4 separate regions of the Mus musculus genome follow, and regions 1, 2 and 3 are each linked to region 4. A link is a contact called in public HiCAR-type and HiChIP or PLAC-seq data. All regions are on one chromosome and are shown on one strand. The core of a region is the stretch at or near the end of the contact, and the rest is flanking DNA. Distances in the headings are between cores, read along the strand shown.

The links. HiCAR-type assays count read pairs that join an accessible place to other places. HiChIP or PLAC-seq counts read pairs in DNA pulled down with a chosen protein or histone mark.
Region 1: a contact with region 4 is called in an H3K4me3 HiChIP or PLAC-seq map of embryonic stem cells, with 30 read pairs. The contact joins two enhancer-like sites. A contact is called at or near these places in 1 of 39 promoter capture datasets (the 3T3-L1 cell line), 5 of 15 datasets of contacts at CTCF or cohesin (the NIH/3T3 cell line, embryonic stem cells, large pre-B cells and 1 more), 49 of 484 Hi-C or Micro-C datasets (the AML12 cell line, the AtT-20 cell line, B cells and 31 more), 32 of 115 datasets of contacts at active chromatin or transcription factors (T-cell acute lymphoblastic leukemia, a colorectal cancer cell line, craniofacial prominence and 16 more) and 4 of 9 other capture datasets (adipose tissue, embryonic stem cells, liver and 1 more).
Region 2: a HiCAR-type map of embryonic stem cells shows a contact between it and region 4, with 5 times the contacts expected there. The contact joins two enhancer-like sites. A contact is called at or near these places in 3 of 39 promoter capture datasets (the 3T3-L1 cell line and embryonic stem cells), 8 of 15 datasets of contacts at CTCF or cohesin (the G1E-ER4 cell line, the NIH/3T3 cell line, embryonic stem cells and 3 more), 90 of 484 Hi-C or Micro-C datasets (the BV-2 cell line, the C10 cell line, the C2C12 cell line and 36 more), 44 of 115 datasets of contacts at active chromatin or transcription factors (T-cell acute lymphoblastic leukemia, Th17 cells, acute myeloid leukemia and 19 more) and 6 of 9 other capture datasets (adipose tissue, bone marrow-derived macrophages, embryonic stem cells and 3 more).
Region 3: a contact with region 4 is called in an H3K4me3 HiChIP or PLAC-seq map of embryonic stem cells, with 45 read pairs. The contact joins two enhancer-like sites. A contact is called at or near these places in 1 of 39 promoter capture datasets (embryonic stem cells), 5 of 15 datasets of contacts at CTCF or cohesin (the NIH/3T3 cell line, embryonic stem cells, large pre-B cells and 2 more), 24 of 484 Hi-C or Micro-C datasets (the N1E-115 cell line, bone marrow-derived macrophages, cerebellar granule neurons and 7 more), 34 of 115 datasets of contacts at active chromatin or transcription factors (the NIH/3T3 cell line, astrocytes, bone marrow-derived macrophages and 13 more) and 4 of 9 other capture datasets (adipose tissue, embryonic stem cells, liver and 1 more).

The regions. Positions count from the first base shown.
Region 1 is chr10:21,804,280-21,806,979 of GRCm38.p6, forward strand. No RefSeq gene overlaps it. Among named protein-coding and RNA genes, the nearest start is that of Platr6, 53 kb to the right of the region's middle. Within about 2 kb of position 1,397, at least 9 of the 459 cell types and tissues checked have an H3K27ac peak or open chromatin away from gene starts, as enhancers often do. A contact at or near this core is called in embryonic stem cells, where this site is marked.
Region 2 is chr10:21,826,009-21,828,708 of GRCm38.p6, forward strand. No RefSeq gene overlaps it. Among named protein-coding and RNA genes, the nearest start is that of Platr6, 31 kb to the right of the region's middle. Within about 2 kb of position 1,328, at least 88 of the 459 cell types and tissues checked have an H3K27ac peak or open chromatin away from gene starts, as enhancers often do. A contact at or near this core is called in the G1E-ER4 cell line and embryonic stem cells, where this site is marked.
Region 3 is chr10:21,745,591-21,748,290 of GRCm38.p6, forward strand. No RefSeq gene overlaps it. Among named protein-coding and RNA genes, the nearest start is that of Gm5420, 56 kb to the left of the region's middle. Within about 2 kb of position 1,396, at least 27 of the 459 cell types and tissues checked have an H3K27ac peak or open chromatin away from gene starts, as enhancers often do. A contact at or near this core is called in embryonic stem cells, where this site is marked.
Region 4 is chr10:21,997,726-22,000,425 of GRCm38.p6, forward strand. Sgk1 (serum/glucocorticoid regulated kinase 1) reads left to right here. Exons shown (of 14, transcript NM_001161845.2): 12 at 173-328; 13 at 435-524; 14 at 935-2,178. The coding sequence ends at 1,102. Among named protein-coding and RNA genes, the nearest start is that of Gm34267, 60 kb to the right of the region's middle. Within about 2 kb of position 1,311, at least 41 of the 459 cell types and tissues checked have an H3K27ac peak or open chromatin away from gene starts, as enhancers often do. A contact at or near this core is called in the G1E-ER4 cell line and embryonic stem cells, where this site is marked.

The DNA of each region.
Region 1 (2,700 bases), core at 147-2,646, 190 kb before region 4:
CTAAGGCACCAGGACATTCACCCACATAGGTTAATTAAGGGTCTAAATTAAGGATATAAGTCTTTAAGTGACCTGACGTCATTATAATGCCATCTGCATCGTGATTTTAACAACGTTCCCCTTTTGTAGAAGTCATGGGAGAAAATACTCTGAAAGAGTGACCCGATTCACAGTGGTTTAGGACAGACAGACCTCACCTTACCCCATGACTATGACACCCACCTCCTAAGTTTCATTAAAACCACTTTCAAAATCCACGGTGCAGAACCAGCCAGGCAGCTCCCACCTCGGGGCAGCCCACTCCTGTCTCTCCCTGGAGTGCTTGCTTCATCTCGCTTTATTAAACTTTGACTTCCTCACTAAATAAGTTCCGCTGCTTTGCTAAATAAACCTCTGCGTGAGCCCTTCATGTTCCCTGACTGAATTCATCCCTTTGAGAAGACAGAACCAAGAGACCCTCCTTAGTAATTGCAACACAAGCAATCACCTGCTTCTATTTCTCCATGAGCAGCCAGAAAGGACTATTTTAGTGTTTTCTGCTGAAGACCTCTACCATGGTTTGGCTCTTCCTTAGTTATATTGTTTTAGTTGGGTGATGCTCTTACAGTATAAGGTTAACCGTTATATAGTATAAAGTTCACTAGTCCTTGGTACAGTCAGTGCTGTCACCAGCACCAGAGTGTCATCACCCATAAAGAAGTAGCTCCACCCCTTAGGCTAACACCCTGAACTGCTCCAATCCCAGACTCTGGTCTCTGGAATCATCACAGTTCCAGGACAGCCAGGGCTACAGAGAAACCCTGTCTTGAAAAAACAAACAAACAAACAAAAAAATTGATTGCTTAAAGCGGCTTACTACTTACAGAACTTGATTGGCAATGTTCCCACCCCTTAACCCTGGGAACAGTAGAGGCGATTGAGATCAACTAACAAATACGGAACTTTTCAGGCCTCTGGCCAACCAGTCTGACATCTTCAGACTTGGAGCTTTTTCCAGAGCTTTCTCCAGTCCTAGTGAATACATTCATTCTGATCGACTGGCTGAGATAGGAGAAGATGCCCCTTGCGGGTGCAAGAGAGGTGCATAGGGTAGTTGAGCAACAGGAGGGCTGGGGTGATGTTTTAAGCTAGAACAAAGCAAGTTTTGATGTAGTTGAAGGAAGGAGGAAAGAAGGAAGGAAGGAAGGAAGGAAGGAAGGAAGGAAGGAAGGAAGGAAGGAAGGAAGGAAGAGAGGAAGAGAGGAAGAGAGGAAGAGAGGAAGAGGGGACAGGAGGCGGAGGAGAGGATTCTGTGTACTTGTGACCAACTTCTGACAGCTGGAGAGCTGTATGCTCCTGTTCAGGCAGGAAGGGAGCAAGCAGGTGCAAAGGAGCCATTGGTGGGTTTGGTGGGTAGGAAGGTAAGGTGCTTTGCAACTGCCGCCTGCAGCTTTCTCTGTGGAGGGTAAGTCGTGACTCCTTGCTGGGAGTGGGTGTGGATGTGTGGGAGTGGGTGTGGCTCCTTACAAGAGAGAGATAAAGCAATAAGGCATCGCAGAGAATGAACCTTGGAGAGGAGCTGAGCATGTTTGCAGGGTCCCGCTGAGGTGCAGCTGAGGGTGTGTGCAAGGGTTCCAGTTCAGCGAGGTGTGCACTTCTCTGCATGGTCAGCAGAGCAGTTGGGAGCCCCTCTCTGTGGGGTTCTGCCAGGAAGAAACAGGAGCGAGAACAGGGAAACATTTACAAGAGAAAAGATTTCAGAGTACCCAGGAACACGGAGAACTTGAAAAAGTGATTTTCAACCTGGATAAGTCTTCTGCCTGCCCATCACAAAGATACTTTTCAGGAAGATTTAAAAGTTAGTGGCCACTAAAAATGTACATATCAGGAAAGAGAGTTCTAAGACCTAACACAATTAGTTAACAGGAACCAGCAGCCCTAGCAGAAGTGAGTGCAAAGAAGTTAGATTGATTTTGGAATATAGCAACTACTGTTTTGCTTTTTCTTATAAAAGGGGTTCATAGGCTTCATATCTCCATTTTTCCTTTCTGGAACTGAACACCCCTCCCTACACATACAGGAGGAGGCACCAGGCCGGGGTTTTCCATGATGTGGCCATTCTTAAGACTGTTGGAGTCCCAGTGACGTCTGACAACTTCTTAGCTGTCTGAAAAGAAATGCATAAGTTGATATGAATAGTATCAAAGAATTAGCTGAGCCTGGTAGCACATGCCTGTAATTCTAGCACTTGAGAGACAGAAGCAGGAAGCTTAGGAGTGCAAAGTCTTTTCATGTTCAACTGCAGAGTGAGTTGGATGCCATATTGGGCTACATAAGACCCTGTCTCAAAACAAAACAAGACTGCATGAGATTGAGTTTGTTTCTTTACAAGTTAACAAGAGCATAGACAATACAATACTTGGGGTGGTGAGAACAGAATGAGTGACGTCTTTGAATAGGTTACCTTGTCTTGTTGCTATGCCAAAATGCCTGGTAGGAAGCAACCAAGGAAGAGCGTCTGTTTTGATCATGTGCTGAAGGTATTTTCTGCAGTGGTGGGGAAGACCTTTTGCTCATATGTGGCAGCAGAGGAAAAAGTCTGCAGGTCGTTGGATGGCTTTCTCCTTTTTCAATTTTTCCTCAGCCTGGATCTGAGCTTAGGGGATGGCGCCGCCCATGTTGATGTAGTTCTTCTGTTTCCAGCCAACCACTCTATTATCA
Region 2 (2,700 bases), core at 78-2,577, 170 kb before region 4:
ATACTGGAGACCGGGTCCTATAAATTTCTCCCTTTTGTTAATTTCTTCATTCCTAATGTTGTGTCAGAAAGAGGAATAGTTCCTAAAACACGTCAGAAGTTTCTCTTTCTCTTCTTTGCCCCTCGGTGTTTCTCTCTGTTCACCTCCCCACAGAGGCTTGCTTCCAAACCGTACTTTACAAACGGACGTTCAACCACCCCAAAAGCTATTGTGTTGTTGAGAATAATTGCGCTGCACAGAATTAAATTATTTCACTATTGTAACAGGGGCTTAAAAGCTGGGATCGAATACCTCAAAGAGCCACCTAAAACTATTAGAGATTACATCATTCATCAAACTCTATTACCTACAATGCTGAGCAACAAAAATGAAGCCTTCCAGGTGTCATTTTTATAAAATAAAATTGAATTTATTTCCATTTTCTTGGTGAAATGGAAATTAGTTGTACAAATCAAAACAAGAGATGGTAATTTTGTCCTTAATTTTAAAAAAATACAAAATTAATCTAAAATTTTAGATAAAATTCTGTGTAGATGGTGTGGAGAAAATAAAGTGTGAAAACTATGAGAGATAAGTGAAAAGAAGTTACTAAATTTGGGACATGTATATATAAAATACATAAAATATGGTATTTATTAGTACTGCTGTTGCAATTCGCCCCTGCTCCTCTTCTTCCTCCTCCTCTTTCTCCTTGTTTCTTCCTCTCCCTCTTTCTTCTCCTCCTCCATGACCTCCTCCTCCTCCGCTTCCCCTCCCCTTCTCCTGCTCCTCCTCCTCCCCCTCCTCCTCCTCCTCCTCCTCCTCCTTCCTTTTTGAGACAGGGTCTTCCTGTGTAGGGCTGGTGGCAGAGCATGGAACTTGCTACCCTGGAACTCACAGAACCCACCTGCCTCTGCTTCCCAAGAACTGGGGTTTAAAAGGTTACATACACCACCACATCTGCAGCTCCAGGAAGACGTTGGAACTTTGTACCCTGAAGCTGGACTCAGCAGGTGCTGGCCTCCCCGGGTCTATTGTTTCTCCTGGAGAATAAGAGGTTGTAACAGATCAGCACTTGCAAGACAAAACAGGAACCTTGCAAGTTAAGGGTTCTGTTTGCGTCTAAGACAGTTAAGACTAAGTTTCTGTTTGCCCTGTGTTAAGTCCTTGCAAGTTAAAGTTTCTATTTGTAGTTGAAAGCAGTTCCTGTTTGTTGTATTAAATCCTAGTTAAAGTTCTTTTTTTTTTTTTTTTTTCCTTTTTTGTCCAGGATTAAGTCCTTGCAAGGTAAGGTTTCTATTTGTAATTAAGAATTAGTTCCTGTTTCTTAGAGCTGATGTAAACTGCTTGCAGCTGATATGATCCTTCCCCAGTCCTTCGCTTTTAGTGTGTCTTTCTAACAGTGTATAAGACCCACTCTCTTGCTCCTGGGAACACTTTATGTCCCTTGTTGGAGGGGCTTCGAGAGACCAGGAGGTGCTGCTCCCTCAAATTCCAACCCAGGGTAAGTCAGCTGGCTGGCCACTCCTAGGTGCACCCCAAACTAGAGCTTGATTAACTGGGCAGTTGTGGATCTGGCTTTGTCTCCTTGAGATTCTCAGGCTTAACATGTGGAGTTCCCCAGCCGTCTTCCCCTCTAACTTTCCCAACTTCTCCAGGAAACCCCTTGAGGCCGAACCCAACCCATGCTCTGAGGCAGAACAAGTTCCTTAAGTGACTCAGCTACTTGCAAATGGTGGCAAGAGGCAGGATGTCGGCATCCCTCTGGACTCTGTTTTTTTTTTTTTTTAAAGAGAAAAACTTCATTACATTTTAATCAAATAGGGATATTAATAAATGTTCATTAGGTGGGGTTGTTAGGGAAAATGTTCCATTTTAACCACCACTGGGGAGCACTCCTTTGCTCCCCAGTCACAAATGGTGGAATTTAGATCCTTTGCAACTCCTTAATATTTTGATTTTTATGATAATATGGCAACTTAAAAAGGTTTAAATTTAAATAACTATAAGTTTTTCAAAATTACTCCAAAAATTAAAGTGTGCTGTTCCAAAAAAAAAAAAAAGTCCTGAACTCAAGGTACAATTCCTAATCCCATCCATAATGCTATGTGTATGATAAATCATTAATAAATTCAATACAATAAAAGTAACATAGTGCCTGATATTTGGGAGACATGAGAGATTTTAAAAACATAGTTTGTGGTTGAATAAATAATACATAAGATGGAAAATTAAGCAAATCGAAGTAGCTCTCTCATATTCTTATTGCCTTTGCTTCTTTTCTAAAGGAGGTTTGTTAATGAACAGAAAGTAGCATAGCTAAGGAAAAAATAATAACTAAACAAGTGCATAATCTTCAGAGGGTAAGAATATGCATCACACACTATAAAAAGCTGGTAAGATACAATGAGGTATTTCAGTACATAAGGCAAATAGGCCTAATCTATATTTTTTCTAACCTAATTATAAAAACTAAGTGGGATCCAGGCCGGTGGCTCACACCTAGAATCCTATAATACACCTATAATGAGGGAGGCAGGAAAGGAGGGTCAGAAGCTCAGGGCAGCCTATGCTACATGGCAATTTGGAGGCCATCCTGGGCTGCGGAGAGCACATCTTTGAAAATATGTTCCCTTACAAGTAGGCTACAATACATAGGGATTCTCCAACAAACATTTATTGATCACACATGCAGAGCTAAGTGCAAAACCAGGGACTGGC
Region 3 (2,700 bases), core at 146-2,645, 250 kb before region 4:
GATTCAGTGGTAAAAACTGTGATGTGGAAGTCAGAAATGTACAAATGTGGTTTAGATGTAGGTTGCCCGCAGACTTGGCTATCAAAAAATACCAAACATTGTTTGGTGATATAGCTCGGTGGTTGAGTGTTCACCCGACGTTCATGAGACTCTAGATTCAACCCCCCCTTAATTAAATTCAATCAATTAATTCGATTAAATAAAATTAGAGTAAAACCATATTTGTGAAGATCATATAGGATATTGGTTTTCTCTTGACCTCAGCTGCCAGTCCACTGAGACTTAAGTATATAGCTCCCAGATGCAAACCTCTGTGTTTTGATGATGATAAAGGAGACCACTAGGGCAAGCTCTAAGGAATAAAAAAAAAACAAAAAAAACAAAAAACCTGTCTTTTCTACTCTTTGGTAGATGGAGTCTTCTGTTGAAGTTAAGGTCAGAAATGTTAAAGAAGATGAAGTGCAGAAAAAAATATTAAAAATATTTATTTTGCATTTGGCAGCTGGACAAGATTTTCTCACCTATTGTCTGATTAGATCCTTACAGTAGCTCCATAGGAGTTGGGTGTGTGGATTAGTCTATGCATTTCGGTAAAGGGAGGTCTGCCATTGTCTGTGCTTATCCAAGGTGAGATAGACGAACAATGGCCCAGCAGGCAACCTTCCTGGAGTCTGATCTCCGTCTACAGACAGCCTCCTGTTTCTCATTTAACTTTTATCACCTCTAAGGATGTAAAATCTCAGCTTACCAATCACTAGCACAAAGAAACTTCAGGAGAAAGGAGGAGGGTTGGATGCTGGACATCCCTGCTGGGCCCAGGAATGTGATTGTATTATGTGAACGCACTTTGAGAGTTACAAGACAATCTGTGCACATACTTACTGTATTCTTGTATGATTAGTATTATGTTTTTTTTCCCCTGGGCTTAAAGATTTCATAAGGGAAACTCGAAATTTACACAGGTTATCTGGAGAAATGATGGCTAAATATTTAGTTATGGATCATAAAACTGATGGAGAAGTACATCTAAGTAGAAACAAATTTTAAGTTTTTGAGAAAACTTTGATGGAGTTGAATCCTGGGCATAGATCAGTGACTTGTATGTGGAGCTCTCCGATGGCAGATTATAATGTCTTAGCTCCTCCCATTCTGTCTTCTCAGACCTTCTGGTAAATGAACTCACGTACTCTTGTGATTTTAGGCACTTCAGAGGAACCCCTGGGTTGACGCCGTGTGAAGTCTGAGCTGAGCTGAGCAGATCTGAAGCCACCGCGGGAGGCTCAGGATCCAGATCACCAGCCTGCTTCTTGGAGACTGAAATGGGAGCACACGGCAGCCTGTCTCACCCCTTGCTCACTCCACGTCTCCTGGTATTTTCTTCCCTGTCCCCTTAATTTCAAGTTGCTAGCTGTAATCAGATCCTGCCTTGCAAATGTCAGACGTGAGCAGGATGAGGGAAGACATCGCAACAGCTGCCACAGCAGGTTCTCCTGCTGAGGTGTTAGACATTGAGTTGAATTACCAGAGTCCTCTCCAGCAAACAAACAAGGCAGAGATAAAGCTATATTTGATGTCGTCAAGTGCTCTGAATAAGAACGAGGTAACTCTTAACTTTTTCTAAAAAGTCTTGAAAGGAGAAATCAAACAACAGAAGACGTGTCCTTACAGACTCATCATTAATGTAGCCATCTGTGCCCCACTCCCACACCCATGCAACTCGCACTGATTGACGTCATTATTCTGCCTCTTTGACTGTTTGGACAGCATCTAGCAAAGGACAGGACATGGGCCGTTTCTCTTGAGTTGTGTCTCATGGGAGGCTTTGCGTCCTAACTAATCCCAACTACTATACCCATCAAGAAATTAAAACCTCTCAACCCACCTAGGAGTTCATGAACACCCTTGAAATCTCCCCAGAGGCTCTTCCCTATATAATTCAGACATTTTGCACTCTCCCCTCCTCCCCTCCTCCTTTTTTTCCTTCTCTCTCTGCATGCCTGTACCCTTCCTTTCATTCTCTCTCCCTCCCCTACACACACACACACACACACACACACACACACACACACACACACCAAGTCTCTCCTGAGGTAAGATGCTGCCTGTGACGACTCACGAATATGCTCTCCCAGTGGGTGTTAATCGGGCTCTAAAGGCACCGTGTAATTTCTTTCCTAAGAACATAAACTGTGCTTTCTAAGCGAGGATACACATCAGATTATTGTCTTTTCACAGATCGCAGAAACAAAACACAGAATAGCTTTAGAAATCAAAGTCCCACATCTACTCTATGAAAAATTACACTTCATAGCTACATCTTCTACTTTCACTTCTGTTGCTATGATAAAACAGCACCCTACTCAAAACCACTTAGGGGAGGAAAGGGTTGACTTTGTTTACTATGCCATAGCTTATCATGGAAGGATCTCAAGGCAAGAAATTGAACTCAGGCCTGCTTGCAATTCACACTTTGTTACCTCTAACCCAGGAACTCATTTCATAGCCTATAAAGTAGAGCAGGCACCGTGGAGGATGCTCCTTGTTACCTGGCTTCAAAGACAGCGTGTATTCCACCTGCCTAGGGATGGTGCTGCCCACAGTAGGCTGGACCCTTCTCCATCGATTAACAAGTGGAACATGCCCCACAGAGGTCCACAGGCAAATCTCATCTATGCAGTTCCTCAAATGAGTCTCTCCTAC
Region 4 (2,700 bases), core at 61-2,560:
TTAGCCCCATCGCACGCATGCGCATTCTCTCTCTCTCTCCCTCTCTTCCCAGTAGGGGTTGTAAGATAGCCAGGGAAGGGGCCAGCTTAATACTCGGAACTCAGCACTTTATATCTAGTAGACACTAGACAAAACTTGAGTTGACTCAGAAGGAATTCCCTTCCTTTTCCAGCCCCCGTTTTATAGCCGGAACACGGCTGAGATGTACGACAATATTCTGAACAAGCCTCTCCAGTTGAAACCAAATATTACAAACTCGGCAAGGCACCTCCTGGAAGGCCTCCTGCAGAAGGACCGGACCAAGAGGCTGGGTGCCAAGGATGACTTTGTGAGTGTTGGTTGTCCTGCTGTCATGGGACCTTGGGGAAGAAGGTTGACTTTGTGACCTTGTATTGAGTTCTCCGCATCTAAATGAATATGTTTCTTTCCAACAGATGGAGATTAAGAGTCATATTTTCTTCTCTTTAATTAACTGGGATGATCTCATCAATAAGAAGATTACACCCCCATTTAACCCAAATGTGGTAAGTATCTGTGTGTTTCTGGTGTAAGAATAGCGAGACCCAGGTTTCTTTCCTGTCAGAATTTGAAGAAATAAGTACCAGATGCTATCTAACTCATAGACTCATTATCCCATAGGAGAGTTATATTTTTTGTTTTTTTTATCCCAGCTAGCTCACTGAATATAAATACATGTATTATAATTTCCAGGCCTAGAGACATACCTTAATACCTGTACCTCAGGAGACTGAAGCAGGGTAGAGTTTGAGGCCAGCCTAGGCTACATAGTGAGACCTTGTTATCAGTGATACCCTCTGGAACTTTGGAGCCTTTAGAATTAAGCTTCTAGTGGGGGATTATAGGACTTAAGGACTCCCTGTCCTTTGCCCTGTGCCCTTTTTGACGCTGAGTGTATTTCCCCTTCTTGTAACAGAGTGGGCCCAGTGACCTTCGGCACTTCGATCCCGAGTTTACCGAGGAGCCGGTCCCCAGCTCCATCGGCAGGTCCCCTGACAGCATCCTTGTCACGGCCAGTGTGAAGGAAGCAGCAGAAGCCTTCCTCGGCTTCTCCTATGCACCTCCTGTGGATTCCTTCCTCTGAGTGCTCCCGGGATGGTTCTGAAGGACTTCCTCAGCGTTTCCTAAAGTGTTTTCGTTAGCCTTTGGTGGAGTTGCCAGCTGACAGAACATTTTAAAAGAATTTGCACACCTGGAAGCTTGGCAGTCTCGCCTGCCCGGCGTGGCGCGACGCAGCGCGCGCTGCTTGATGGGAGCTTTCCGAAGAGCACACCCTCCTCTCAATGAGCTTGTGAGGTCTTCTTTTCTTCTCTTCCTTCCAACGTGGTGCTAGCTCCAGGCGAGCGAGCGTGAGAGTGCCGCCTGAGACAGACACCTTGGTCTCAGTTAGAAGGAAGATGCAGGTCTAAGAGGAATCCCCGCAGGTCTGTCTGAGCTGTGATCAAGAATATTCTGCAATGTGCCTTTTCTGAGATCGTGTTAGCTCCAAAGCTTTTTCCTATCGCAGAGTGTTCAGTTTGTGTTTGTTTGTTTTTGTTTTGTTTTGTTTTTCCCTTGGCGGATTTCCCGTGTGTGCAGTGGCGTGAGTGTGCTATGCCTGATCACAGACGGTTTTGTTGTGAGCATCAATGTGACACTTGCAGGACACTACAATGTGGGACATTGTTTGTTTCTTCCACATTTGGAAGATAAATTTATGTGTAGACTGTTTTGTAAGATATAGTTAATAACTAAAACCTATTGAAACGGTCTTGCAATGACGAGCATTCAGATGCTTAAGGAAAGCATTGCTGCTACAAATATTTCTATTTTTAGAAAGGGTTTTTATGGACCAATGCCCCAGTTGTCAGTCAAAGCCGTTGGTGTTTTCATTGTTTAAAATGTCACCTATAAAACGGGCATTATTTATGTTTTTTTTCCCTTTGTTCATATTCTTTTGCATTCCTGATTATTGTATGTATCGTGTAAAGGAAGTCTGTACATTGGGTTATAACACTAGATATTTAAACTTACAGGCTTATTTGTAAACCATCATTTTAATGTACTGTAATTAACATGGGTTATAATATGTACAATTCCTCCTCCTTACCACACAACTTTTTTTGTGTGCGATAAACCAATTTTGGTTTGCAATAAAATCTTGAAAACTATTTGCATAAATTGTGTCATGTGTTAACTTTGTATATATTGATAAACTGGATTTAGGAGGGGGGAAAATAATGGATCAATGTGAACATACTTTTGGTAAGCTCAGTATAGTAGCACACAATTTCCATCCCATCTCCATCACTTAAGCAGGGCTGATGCAGGAGGATTATGAATTGGGGACAGCCTGGATGGAAGAATTAAGATCAGCTCAGTTTGCCCAGTTTTTTGGTTTCTTTGTTCAGGGAGGGTCGGGTCGTAGTTTACTGAGGCTGGCTCGTAACTTCTGGTGGAGGACTCCCTAGCATGTGAAGGTCTGGGCTGGATTTCCAGCACTGAGAACATAGTCTGCATTTTCCCCAAGTCTCTGTGCGGCCAGTCATGAATCCATCCAAACAATGCAATAAAATAGCATTGTATATCAATAATGTTCCCTGTGTTGACTGTCTAGTGAGGTCCTATGGACAGCTTGTCCTTACATTTGGCTTAACAAGTGACAGGTAATTCTTTTAACAAATATGAGTACTTGGGGCTGAG